Regions from separate parts of the Gossypium hirsutum genome. Here region 1 is linked to region 2. A link is a contact called in public Hi-C data. All regions are on one chromosome and are shown on one strand. The core of a region is the stretch at or near the end of the contact, and the rest is flanking DNA. Distances in the headings are between cores, read along the strand shown.

The links. Hi-C and Micro-C count contacts between places; a contact is called where the count stands out from the background.
Region 1: a Hi-C map of leaf shows a contact between it and region 2, with 2.7 times the contacts expected there. The contact joins the promoter of LOC107921392 here to the promoter of LOC107922036 in region 2. A contact is called at or near these places in 3 of 34 Hi-C or Micro-C datasets (hypocotyl, leaf and seedling).

The regions. Positions count from the first base shown.
Region 1 is chrD01:12,700,867-12,707,864 of Gossypium_hirsutum_v2.1, forward strand. It overlaps LOC107921392 (receptor-like protein 9DC3), which reads right to left and starts at 3,172. Exons shown (of 3, transcript XM_041086344.1): 1 at 2,936-3,172; 2 at 1,022-2,795; 3 at 367-935. The coding sequence starts at 3,172. The coding sequence ends at 367.
Region 2 is chrD01:12,548,992-12,556,158 of Gossypium_hirsutum_v2.1, forward strand. LOC107922036 (BTB/POZ domain-containing protein At1g55760) reads left to right here and starts at 1,456. Exons shown (of 4, transcript XM_016851863.2): 1 at 1,456-1,738; 2 at 2,039-2,184; 3 at 2,361-2,479; 4 at 2,567-3,388. The coding sequence starts at 1,620. The coding sequence ends at 3,169. It overlaps LOC107922038 (protein CLMP1), which reads right to left. Exons shown (of 5, transcript XM_041087074.1): 1 at 4,211-7,167; 2 at 2,882-3,341; 3 at 2,536-2,767; 4 at 2,016-2,195; 5 at 1,040-1,764. The coding sequence starts at 7,066. The coding sequence ends at 4,763.

The sequences.
Region 1 (6,998 bases), core at 1,922-4,421, 150 kb after region 2:
TTTAGATAAGTAATGGAAAACAAGTTATGAATTGAATGAAATTTAGTGCTTTTACATGCTTGCGATAATAGTTACCCGCGATGACGACGACGATGAAATTTATTGATAGAATATTCATAATGGTAACAACTGGTTAACACAAAAGCAAACCATAATCACTTAAATCTTTGCTGAAAATTCTAACAAATTCGCACCTCGCATCTCTATAACCAAAACATAAATCTAACACAGCCCAATCAAAATCATCATCAACATAACAACAAACAAACAAACCCGACCAAATATAGGAAAACAAAAGTTTATCACAACCTTCAAGCGTTGACAGCATTATTGAATTGCTCAAACCAGCTTGGCTTTGGAGGATGATCACCTTCTTCGTCTTCGAGCTTCAAACAAGGTCACGAGCCATTTGGGCTTACCGGTTCTAAGACGAGCACATCCGATTGCCGCTCCAAATATGAATCCAAATCCATAACCGATCGCAACAGCTTTCCACCCAAATTCAAGCTTTGAGCCATCGTCTTCTTGAGAGTTCATCCACGGTGCAGGAGGTGGTTGCCCCAACACGTTGTTGTTGCAGCCTCTAGAGAGTGGAACGCCACATAATCCCTCATTTTCATGGTACGAACCATTTTCAAAAGTGTTGAACTGCTTGCCTTTTGGTATGGGTCCAACAAGTTGATTATATGAAACGTTGAAGGAGGAAAGGAAGGTCAAATCTAGCAATCCCGTTGGAATTTGCCCACTCAACTGATTGGACGAAAGATCCAACCATTCAAGCCTAGTCATGTTTCTAAGTGAAGATGGTATATGCCCAACGAGATTGTTATGAGAAAGATTAAGACCTCGTAGCGAACTAAGCTCTCCGATGTCTCTTGGAATCTGTCCTTCAAAGTTGTTGCTTGAGAGATCAATGCTTGTGAAAATAGTTAAATCTTCATCAATTCAATCTCAAACCCTTTAACAGCTATAGCAACAGAATAATCATACGAGTAATTTCTTTCCCCCATGTATCTCACACCTTTGCCATCGTCAAGAATATTGATCATTCCTTTGAAATCTTTTATGTAGCCGGTTGGCAGAGGACCAAAAAAGTTGTTGCAGGAGAGATCAACTATTTGCAATTTCAGAAGAGATTGAGGACTCGTAGGAGCCGTTATTGGACCATGGAATTTGTTGGAACGAAGTACAAGAACTTGTAACTCTGATAATGCCTCGATCCAATGAGGAAAGCTATCATTTATCATGTTGTTGCCAACATCTAGAACTTGCAAGTCTTTGCAGTTGGTGATTGAAGGTTTCAATGGCCCTTCCAAATGATTGCTATTCAAGTTCAGATTCTTCAATGCACATCCTTTAGCAAATGTCGAGGGAATGGCTCCATGGAGCTTATTCATCTTCAAGTTCAACGATGAAAGACTCTGGCTAAAGCTTCCGATGCATTGTGGGATGACTCCACTGAAATCATTATGAGACAAATCGAGAATCTCAATAAATTTCGCATTGCATATACCTGACAACGTTCCAGTCAAACTATTGTTTGAGACTGATAGGAATCTGATATTAGGGGGTAATTCCGGTAGATCACCTTCAATGAAATTCGAGCGGAGGTTTAAAAACTCAATGTCTTTCCAAGGAAATTTGGACAGTCGGCCACGAATTCTATTATTGGAAAAGTCTAAAACACTTAAATTTTTTGACCCTTGTAAGACATAAGTGACGCTGTTGTTGGAGCTCAGCGACAGGGTATCAGATGAAAGATCAAGATATTGGAGACTGTGAAGCTCTGAGAACATGTCCGAACTTATTGTACCGTTGAGTTTATTCGACGATAAATCAAGGAAAGAGAGGTTCACAAGTTTAGAAATTGAGCTTGGAATCGGACCTCGAAAGCTGTTATTTTTCAAAACTAACATGTTCAAACTTAAAAGTCTATTTTGGAATTCACTGATATGACCAATGAATTGATTGTTTCCAAGATCTAGATGTACAAGAGGAATGGTATAAAGCCAAGATGGCGTTGTACCACTGAGTAAATTATTAGATAAATCAAGAAAGCCTAGATTTGGAAATGCATTTGGGGTTTCAGGAAGAGAGCCCTCTAATTGGTTCCATCGAAGGGAAAGAAGGCCCAGTTTTGCGAGGTTTGTAAGTGAAGAAGGAATCTTACCACTAAAATAGTTATATGAAAGGAATAAGAATTCTAGCTGAGTTAGATTTCCTAGTGATGTAGGAATTGATCCAGAGAAGTTACTAGACAATAGAGCCAAACCCGCTAAAGACTTTAAATCTCCAAATGATTCAGGCAATTCTCCAGACAAAGACGTCATGGATGCGCTCAAAATCACTAGGGGACTGCTCCAATTGGATTTTGGAAACTGACCAGTGAGTTTAGAGTTTTCATCCAAACTCAGGTACTCGATGTTGGGAAGTTTGAAAATGTTGTCTGGCAATTTTCCCCGCAAATGACAACGACAAAGACTGAGAGATGCGAGAGAGTAAGAAAGATTGACGAAGGAATTAGGATCAATGGATGACATGTCTATTCCATCCAAATAGATCTCCCTTACCTTTGTCAAGTTCCGCACTATTCCGTTTACAGCGGATTTTTCAAGTTTCAAAATTGGTCCAGGCGCTTGAAAGCCAATGAGATCTGTAATTGGACGGTCGGAAAGATGCAGTGAAACTAAATTGGAGAGATAGGAGATTTCGTGGGGAACAGGACGTGAAAACCATGAATAGAAAAGGTTAAGATGTGTTAAGCTTGGAAAGCGACCGAAGAAATTTTGGATTTCCTGAAATCATTGAAGGATAAATCCAGCCTCTGCAAACTTGAAAGGAGGAAAAAGGTGGTGTTGGAAGGGAATGTGCCAGAAAGGCAACTGCAACTGAGGTCAAGGCTGATGACTTCACCGGTGATGTTGTCACAACTCACTCCATCCCATAAGCAGCAATCTGTACCCTTCTTCCATGAGGTGGTCTTAGCCTTAGGATAAGAATATTCACAATCTTTAGAAGCAGTTTGGTTAATGGAAAAGTGGGTTTTGAATTGGAACAAGGCAGCACTTTGGTTAGGAGAGCACAAATGTGTTGGTGAAGAAGGAGAACATAAAACTGATATGAAATGGAAACAAAGTAATAGATTGAAGGTAGGCGAATGGTATCCCACCATGGTAATTCCAGGGACGTATAATGCGATGGTTAAGAGTAGTAAGACCGATAAGCATGAATATTTATAATAGTAAGTCTTCAAATTTGTATAAAAAATAATTAAAATTGAAAAAGAAAAGTCAAATGAAGAAACAATAATTATTGTTGGGCACGAAAGTGTTGAGAAAGGATAGACAACACACATTTGGTCTGTTTTCAGATATGTCAATTGCAAGTCGATATATAAATTCTCCACAAAAAACAAGATATAATATAGGAAATCACATTTTTTACGCTAAAAACTTGCACAACAAAATTACTACTCAATACCCAAAAGCAAAAATTAGTCACTTATTGTTTATTTTTTATCTTTTAAATCTTTTTTTTTAATATTATACATGTTTATTTTATGATCAAGATTCGTGACTACTTCCTCTTAATAATTTTATTTCCAATAATTTTTTTTTTATAGTTGTTGCATGATTATCAAATTAATTAATGAGCAAGAAAAGAAATATGGCAAAACACGAGGGGAAGAAAAGAGTGGTAGCGTATGGTCAATGTTGTGGGCTTTGTATAGTATTGGGCCAGCATTTCCATCCATTACTTTTTACAATATGATTTTTGGGTATTAAATAGTACATAAGCAATTAAGCATCAAATAATAAACAAAGATTGTGTACTTCACTAAAAAGTTCAAATCTAACCGTATATAATAGATTCATTTAAAATATATATAATATGTTCAAACCTATTCAATAATTCATCATCGCAATCCTAATAATAGTAACAATAGATTCATTTAAGTAAGATTCATTTTTCGGTATTACTTTATATACTATTTTCATGTCACAATCCTAACAATATTAGCGTATTCAGTGGGGGGAGGGTTTCTGCCAGATTTTATACGGGGTGGAACCAAGTCAAGCAACGAGAGATAACAATCCTAACAATAACATTTAATGGGGATTTCTGATTTTCTCCTATACGGGGTTCAACCATTAGTATTGGGGCCAGCATTTAAATATTACACGACTTGACTAAAAACGTTCAAATCTAATCAAATATAATTATTTTTGGGTAAATATAGATTTTGGTATCTATATTTAGTTTTCATGTTCATTTTGGTATCTATGTTTTTTTTTTCAAATTGGTACTGTAACACCCTTAACCCTTATCCGTCGCTGGAACAAGGTTACAGAGCATTATCGAACTTTTAAGATCAAAAACAGACATCACATATTATTTAACATACATGTCATAAATCAATCATATTGCCCCTTATATGAGCCCTAAAGGCCCAAAATATATTTTAGAAACAAACTGGAACTAAACCTGGTACTCAGAAAATTTTTCCAAAAATATCAAAATTTTTCAAAGGAATAGGGGACACACGCCCATGTGGCCAGGCCGTGTGGCTCACACGGTCAAGAGACACACCCATGTCTCAAGTCGTGTCCAAACTTAGGTGCTCACTGACTTGGATCACACGGCCAAGTCACACTCCCATGTGCTAGGCCGTGTGAGCATACTGTGTTACATTATTAAGGTGCAAGGGTCACACGCACAAGTCATACGCCCGTGTGCTAGGCCGTTGCCACACACGGCTAAGGCACACAACCAAACCACACGCCTATGTGTTAGTCGACTGTGAGGTCCAGCCACACGCCCATGTGTCTGGCCTTGTAGACTCAAAATGAACCTTAAACATTAAGTTTACCATTCCCTACAATCTGGACACTAAGAAACTCAAAGATCATTCATTCAACCAATTCAAAACACAATCAAATACATTTTAAAAATGTCAAAACAGTCAACCTAAATATCTAACCAATGTACCCTCATAGGTACCACAATTATATTATCAAGACAATATTATAAACCTACCAAATTCAATCAACTTTTACCTAATTCATGAACATTTCTGCACTAATTTAAAACATGTCATACTATAGTCTTAACATAAACATATATTTATATATATAACCAACCAAAAATAATTTATAATCTTATTTACAATCAATCCACAGAATAGTTAACATTTAGACGCCCTATGTACATGCCGACACAAAAAGGAATAACATCACCACGTTTGAGTTCGGGACCGTTGTTAGATGTTGAATCGGCGATCACACTTAAGTACCTAACCTACGCATGGAAAATAAAACCGTATGCTGAGTATAAACTCAATGGTATTTCTATAATCTGAATATTTAAAAGTAAAATAATATAATATGCACATTTAATCATACAATAACAATAACCATTCAATTAATCAATTCATAAACAAATTATTCATAATATACTCAATTCTCATCATTTGTTATCTCAAATAGTTTTTCACAATATGATACACAATTTATATGTCTCATTTCCATTTCACATTTGGTATTATCTGTAACACCCCTAACCCTTATCCATCATCGGAATAGGGCTACGAAGCATTACTAGACTTTACGGATTAATTATGGACATTTCACAAAATTTATTATTCATATCAAGAATCAATCATATAACACTCATATTGTCCCTTAATGGACCATCGAGGCCCAATATACTCCTTAGAAGTGAATCGGGACTAAGCCGAATACTCACTGAATTTTTCCCTAAATTTCAATAATTTTCTTAGGCACAGAGGACACATGCCCATCAGGCTCATACGGCCAGGAGACACTCCCGTGACTTAGGCCTTGTGGGCATTCGATGTGAGGCACACGGTTGTGTCCCAGACCGTGTCCGTACCCGTGTAACTCTCTGACTTGAGTCACACGACCAACCACACGCCCATGTGCTAGGACGTGTGCAAAGTCCAAGAGTCACACGGCCAAGACACACGCCCGTGTGCTAAGCTATGTGTAAAAACCTACGCATTCTGTTTCTAAATTTTAAGGTGCAGGGGACACACGGCTAGACTACACGCCCATGTGCCAGGCTGTGTGTCACACACGACTGAGACACATGTTCGTATAGACCAAAATAGGTCATTTAAAGGCCACTTTTCTCACCCTTCTTTATATCAACCTATACACAACATTTTAATACATCAAATAGCCCCAATCAAACATTCAACACAAACCAAAAATCATGTTTTAAACATAATATATCAACACAAAACTCAATTACCTAAACCTACCAAAATAACTCCATTCATTGATTTACCAAAATCTACTACTAAATACATGCATACAAACATATATATATCATTCACAACCATAAGGAGCTGAACAGAAACCCATAAGGGTTAATCTGAAGCTCAGAAAAGATAAACTAAAACCCATTAGGGTTAAACTGAAGCTCAAAAGAGCTGAATTGAAACCCATAAGGGTTAATCTAAAACTCATATGAGTTAACTAAAGCTCATGAGAGCTAAACTGAAAGCAAAAATGAGAGTTCGCTACAAATTTCTGAACCCCGGTTTACTTGGAAAATTTACTGACAATTCCTCTTTACACTGAACGACTATACTCAAACATGCGTTCCATTCACTTCGAACACTTGATTCAATTTCGTAAATTTAATAATAATTTTATTTTCAACAAATGTTACAAATAAATACAAAATACCATTTATTATTTAACATATAACATTAAAAATTAACCATACAAACTTACCTAGGCTAAATTGTAAGTTTGTAGTCGTTAGGGACTATTTTGCTAACTTCCCTTTTTCTCGTTGATGTATGGGCTCTTGATCTAAAATATAAAAATATTCATTCATCAGTATATATTTCAATTCTAATTCACTTCACAATTTATACCCCTTAATTTTTGAAATTACACAATTACCCTAACTTTTATATTTTTTGCAATTTAGTCCCTCACCAATTAGCCCATCAAATAAGCTATTTT
Region 2 (7,167 bases), core at 206-2,705:
CAAATCATTAATTGTGCATTAGTGATTTGCTCCAACATCAAAGGTCGTTTGTGTTATTTCAGTGGGTAGGGGTCCCATACTTCATTCCAGCAAATCCACTCCTATTAATCTTGGAATTAAAAGCAATCAAACCCTATAAAACCGAAGAAACTTATATTATAGCCACACCTCCGAAAAAATTGATAAATTAATTATTATACATGAGATTAAAGAGTAAAATGGTTATTTTTATTAAAAAAATTATTTATTTGTATTGTTAAAAATGAAGGAGTATACATGTAATTGTGGAGGCAAAGTGTATGGTTGCAATCATTTCATTGGAGACGTGTTTGTTTCATACGTAGATGATGCATGTTTTTCTTGCAAGTTTGGGATGCCTTGAAAGAATCTAATGTCATGCGTGTCCCACATCTCCCCCAATGAAATAAGGAGATATTTGTTTGTGTGTTGCACTAAATATCATTTAATTAATTGAAAATAAACAAAGGAGTCAAAGATTCCAATCCTTGATTGCCACTCCCTCCTTCCTTCCACCTTTATTGGTTAAGGATCCCACTTGCCTTCTTTTTTCTGTTTGCTATATGACTTGAAATTTGGTGTTGAAGTTTACTTCCTCTTTTACATTCATGATTTAACTTTGATTAATAAAAAGACAAAAAAATATTGAGAGAAAGCATCAGAATCTTTAGTGTGTTGAAGCTAAAGAAAGGCTTTATTGGTTTACCTGTCCTTTTCCTTTCTTTTCTTCTTTCTCCATAGCCTGATGGCTTCATTTACATTAAAAGGAAAGAACCAGAAAGAGAAGCAAGCAAGCCAACAGAAGCAGTTGAATTGGGTGCAAGCAAATCCATGAATGGCCCAATGAGTGTGGAATAGGAATTAATTAGAATGACTTACAAATTCTTTTTGAGCTCTCACTAGATCTAAATGAATAGAATCAAACATTTAAATAAGAATTAAGAGTTTTATTTATTTTTTGATACACAGACTTGAGTTCGAGATTTTACTTCACCCCAATAAATTCAAACAAGGCAAAGTATTAGAGATTAGAATTAGATACTTTGCTTGAAATCAAAGCTCCATAAATTTAGTCCAACCATTAAACACAAACCCCTTAATGAAATACAAATAGGAAGAGCAGTGCTAAAAAAATAAAAAATAACCTTAGGGAAAAGCTTTTTGCTTTTGTGTGTATGACTCGATCTATGGACGACCCTCCACTCCAAATTCTCCAATAAATAATCCCCACGCACCCACCTGAATATCAGCTCAAATCGAAACAAACATTTCACCAAATCTTCCCTTCCTCTCTCTCTCTCTCTCTCTCTCTGCTCAACACCATATTAAATTAACACCAACCCTTGCCATATTTAAACTACACTTCACCACTTCTCTCATCTCTGTCTCTAATATTTCCAGACCGGACACCACCAGCAGTGTTTTTTGTTTACAGGCAGAAGGGAGAAAGTGGGTGTTGTGTTTTGTTTTTGGCTGATTCAAGTATTTAATGTGGAGAGAGGGATATAGTAACAGTAAACCTGGGAAAGTCAAGAGACCATTTTTTCGAAGGTATATTTGATTGCATCCATGAGATCACTGCGTCCCTGGCTTTGTTTAGGATGACCGAGTCTGCTTACAGAGTCGAAACCACCGCTCGTCTTGCTCAATGGAGGATAGATAATCTTGCCTCTTGCACTTACCGCAAATCCGATCCTTTCAAGATCGGCAACTGGAATTGGTCTGTCTCCTTTGATTTCTCTTCATCTTTTTCTTACAAAGAGTCAAAGTTAATAATAAATAACAAAACTAAATGACCATATACCATGTTTTGATCATCCATTAGTTTCGTTTCTTATCCTTGGAATTTGGATAAACGTCCATCCATCATGGATGAAATCCTTTATGGGGCTTTAAACTTTGGTTTGTTATTGTTTCTCTTGAGTTGCTAGAATTTTTTGTTGTTTATCATGATAAATCTGGATGAATATAAGTTTATTGGAACACTGTTCTTATACCTTGCTTTTTATGTGGATTGAAGGCATTTGTCAATGGAGAAGAACAGGGTATTGTATGTTAAATTATACCCAGAAATTTCGAATCTAACAAGAGACAATCCCCCAATTGCATCCTTCATCATCCGAGTTGTATGCTCAGCAGGGGATCGAAAGGCTTTCACTCATCCGGGTACATCCTGCCTGCTTCAAAACAGAACAATCACTAGTTAATATTTTGATTAAGCCTGTATATTTGTTTTTCATCTGTATGACAATTCAGATGATCCACATGATGGTGCAAAGTCATGTCCCTTCTTGTTACTATTTAGAGAACCTAATTTCCAATTCTATTGTCTCTGATTGTAGAAATAAAAGACAAACAGCTGAAGAGCAACGAAGATTTTGTCTGGCCAATCGAGGTTCCTTTGACGGGGAAATTCATAATCGACGTTGAATTTCTTGATCTAAAAACCGCATCTCCAAACGTAAGACTCAACCATCCAAAAGATAATAATAGGAGTAGGAGTTAATAATATCATACCTAGGTTAATAAGTTTGGTGTTGATTCACAGGGTGGGGAACCTTGCTCCATTTGGGCTGAAGGACTCACACAAAAGCAATCAAATGCCACAGCTCTTGCATGCCTTGGTCGGATGTTAACACAAAGCATCCACACAGATATCATTATTAATGCTTCTAATGGAAGCATTGGAGCTCATCGTGCTGTTCTTTCTGCACGATCGCCTGTTTTTCACAGCATGTTTTCACATAACCTGCAAGAAAAAGAATTGTCAACCATAAACATATCTGACATGTCAATTGAAGCTTGTCAGGCTTTGCTATGTTACATTTATGGAAACATCAAACATGAAGAATTCCTGGCTCACCGGCTGGCACTTCTCCGGGCAGCTGATAACTATGATATATCGGATTTGAAAGAGGCCTGCCACGAGAGTCTCCTAGAAGATATTGATACAAAGAATGTCCTTGAGAGACTCCAAAATGCAGCTTTATACCAATTGCCAAAACTCAAGTCCAGTTGCATGCGATATCTTGTGAGATTTGGCAAGATATATGATATTCGAGATGATTTTAATGCTTTCCTGCAATGTGCAGACAGGGAGCTGATAACTGATATATTCCATGAAGTTCTAAATACCTGGAAAGGATTCTAAGATGCCACCAATGATAAACGCCAATGTGTTTTTAAGTCAGTGGTACTTGTAGCAGCGATAAAGATTGTAGCGTGCAGGATCGTATTTGTAAAGATGATTCTTTTGTTCAGATGGTATTCATTTCTCCATGTACATACACATGTATGTATTGGTTCCCTTTGACAAAAACATTCTATCCTTGTTATCAGAGTTTCAGAAATGCAACATAATTAGACTAAAGTTGTTAGATTTATACTGAGATTTAGATTTTAAAAGGACTATGTAATTTGGGATATGATACGGCGCTATACATTATCGCATGCTGCCACACAACACAAATAACACTCAAAATCATATAAGCATGGATATAGGCCATAGAATCGATCTGATTTGAATTGGTTGAGCACTGGAGCTTGAATTTAACCATTGGTTTCTATTTTCTCGATTATCTAATCAAGGACCACTTGAAAGGCTGATCAAACCGAGGTTGACTAAAATTGCTACTAATAATTTGAGCTTTTGAATCAATGCCAAGGCAGATAAGAGACAAACTGATATTAGATTGTTTCTACCTGTCCTTCAACATAAATATTAATACAGATGAAAGAATCAGTCCGTCTTTATCTACCATACAAGGCAATAAGGCCTACACCTAAACTGATAAAAATCAACAAACCATAATCAACACAGAAAAGATGTAAATATATAATTGCTAATAGAATAGAACGATTTTATATGCTAAAACTGTTATAGTTCCCAAGTCGAGATATAAGATTTATTTATGAAAAAGATCAAGAGGTACCATAAATTTAACAGAGTTGAAAACAATTAGGACGCAATAAAAAGATAAAAATGCCCATATGAAACAATGAAACAATATAACAAACACAAACCAAGTAAAAAAGCTGACATACCGGCTTAGACGAGTCAATGAGAGGATTCCATATATCAAGAAACATCATATGCGTATGAAGGGAAAAAGGAGGAGCTTAAAACTAAGCACAATCATCACATGCAAAGCAGAAAGTAGAGTTTCAACGGTAGAGGTGTATATATACTCACTTGCGGCAACAGTCGAATATTCTCCCCATCATTGCTTGGAACCTCTGAAGATGAAGATGGAGTGAAAGAGGATAGCCGTGGAGGGAATAAGAATAAGTTGGTGGGAATGGGAATATGGAGGGAATATTATTAGGATCTTTTTTTGGTTTCTGGTCTTTTATGTTGTAGATAATTACGAAATTGAGACAGGCCAACCCTTGACTCAGTCTGAGACTCAAACTGAAAAGCCCATATCATAGTAATAATTGAAGTACAGTTCACAATTAAAATTTCGTAGTTCATTCATGCCAAATTTGACAAACTTAAGTGGGAACTGTATTGTATCACACAAAGTTACATGGTGAAAAACTCATTGGTATTCAAATATGTCTATTTATAACAAAAAGAAAAAGAAGTTAATTTAAGGTTAAAACAGAAACCTTAAAACCCAAAAACTTTCAGGTACCACTCATCAATATCAGACCCGAATATCCCATTTGCAGGGAAGAGTCTAAAATGCACTCTCATTCACAAAGAGCATCAAAGACATTAAAAAATTTTAATTCCCCTATATCACTTGTCAGATGTTTGATTGACATCACTGCTCTCTGCGTCACCACCAACTTTCTTTTCGTCTCCTTCCACGGCATCTCCATTTGAGCAATGGTTCTTCAAAACTGTAGAAATGTCGGATTCAGAAGCTCCAGCAAGCTTGAAGCGCTCAACAGCAGTATCTAGATTTCTTTTCCAACCATCCATTCCTAATTTGCATTCAACTTGGGATCGTTCAAAGAGCATGTTGCCCCAGAAAAGATGTATTTGTGATCTCATCACAGCTGCTTGTTCGGCTGCTTCCTCAGGCGAAAGCTCACCCTGATTACCAGTTCCTAGGAGCTCACTTTCTGCAACACTTCCAGGTTTCTTCCTCCTCTTTAACAAATCATCCTTCTTGATCGAATTTGGATCTTTCAACTCATTTGCTCTCTGCTCTTCCAACTTCTCCCACATTTCTGTAGCAGCTTTCATCTTCTCCTCAGCGCTGCCAAAAAGTTGAAATGTCTCAGCAGGATCCCAGCTTGAGAGATCTATTTTCTTTGCAAGTGCAAAAGACCAATTAAGTTTGGCCATTTCAAATTGCTGCTGTCCCAGTGCAAGCAGACCTTCATAGAAGTCCGGCTTGATTAAGAGTGCTTCGGAATACTTCTCCCGGGCCAAAGAATACTTTTCCCTAACCCAGTCATAAGCCACTTGAAGTTGTGCTGACATTACCTCCTTGCTAGCAGACTCATCTAGAGGAATACGTTTCCTTGCAGCACACATATGAACATTTCCCCAATTAAAGAAAGCCAATGCAGCCACCTCTTGGAACTTGGCAGCAGCTTTGTCAAAGAGGATTTGAGCTTCATCACTAGTAACTGTCTCCTCAAGAGCCTCTGAACAGAGCTCCATTCCAAGCTCGTGCAAGTCAATATGAGCATCAGGATCAATACCCACATGAGTGCGGAAAAGTTGAGCAAACTCAAACAGCCAATCATCCATCTCTACTTCCTTGCACTCTGGATCTTCTGTAGCTCCTGCTTTTTCCTTTGAAGCTTCTTTCTCTGTCTTTTCAATCTCAGTGTCAACACCTTCTGACCCATTATCACCAAGAGACGAGTGAGACCCACTCTCATCAGCCTTGGCTCCCTCAGTTTCCAAAGGCTTCTCCTCTTCTTCATCTGGTAATGGAGGTTCCTGCTCTGGGTTCACCTCTACAATGTGCAATCTCAACATCCCCAATCCACTGGCTTTATCTGCTTCTGGCTCTATAGGAATTAGAGTATCTACAGAAGACTCTGCCAACCTGAGTTCTGTCGTGCAGGTAATAGTAACCAAATCTCCATCATTATCCTTATATTTGATCAATACAGACTTGGATGAAGGAAATCGCTTGCTCACAATCTCTCTCAACACTTTGAAGCTGCAATTAACTGGCATCTGGGAAAGCCTTATGTCATGATCGTAAACAAGTTTCAAAGGTCTCCATTCAATTGCCACCTGCTCTTGAACAAAACCAGAAATTGACTGTGCTCTGGGGCCACCCTTATTCAGATTACCAGTTGTTTTCAGAGAACCACTTGACGGCTTCAGCACAAGTCTTGGCATCTGGGCCCTGTTCTCAGGACCGTTTTCAGTTGCTACATTCATTTGGATCTTCTCCAGCTTATTACTGGGTGATCCAACTGATCCTCCTGGAGGTGATGTTGTCTTCTTAGACACTGGTCGAGCAGGTAAGCAAGGCCCAAGGCCAGCAATTGGGGCACCACGAACAGCAGAAGCCCCAAGTGCAGCTGGGGATGGACGGCTCTGGAGGTCTTGCTGAGCCTCCTGGCGAGGACCCAATGCAGTCCTTAATCTCCTTGCAATCTCCAAAGCATCCTTGTGATTAGGATCAGCCCCCAACAAAAGCTGCACATCCTGCATTGCCATTTCATACTTTTTGATAGCCTCAAAAGCTCGAGCCCTCCTAAGAAGAGCTCTAACAAAGCGAGGCTGAACCTGAAGCCCCATAGTACACTCAGCAATTACGGTGTCATAATCAATGGGTTTCATTTGCATCAAGCAAGCAGCCCGGTTGCTGTGAAAGACGGCTCGATCAGTGTGGGTTTTGGGGATAAGCCTAAGAGCATCATCATAGTGTTGAAGGGCAGCCACATAATCCTTGTTCTGAAACTTCTTATTGCCTTCTTCTTTGAGCTCATGGGCTCTCTTCAAAAATATAGAAGAGTCCAAATCAACACCACCATTAGTATGTGCAGCAGCGCTATTATTGGAATGATTATCAACGGAAACCTGGTTCGACCCACCCTTCTTTTTTCTCCCACCTGACTTCCCCATGTAATCGCTATAAGTCTCTCTCTCTCTCTCTCTCACACTCACTCTCACACAGAAAAAAAAGATTGAAGGAATTGTATTCTTATTCTTATACAATAAAAGTA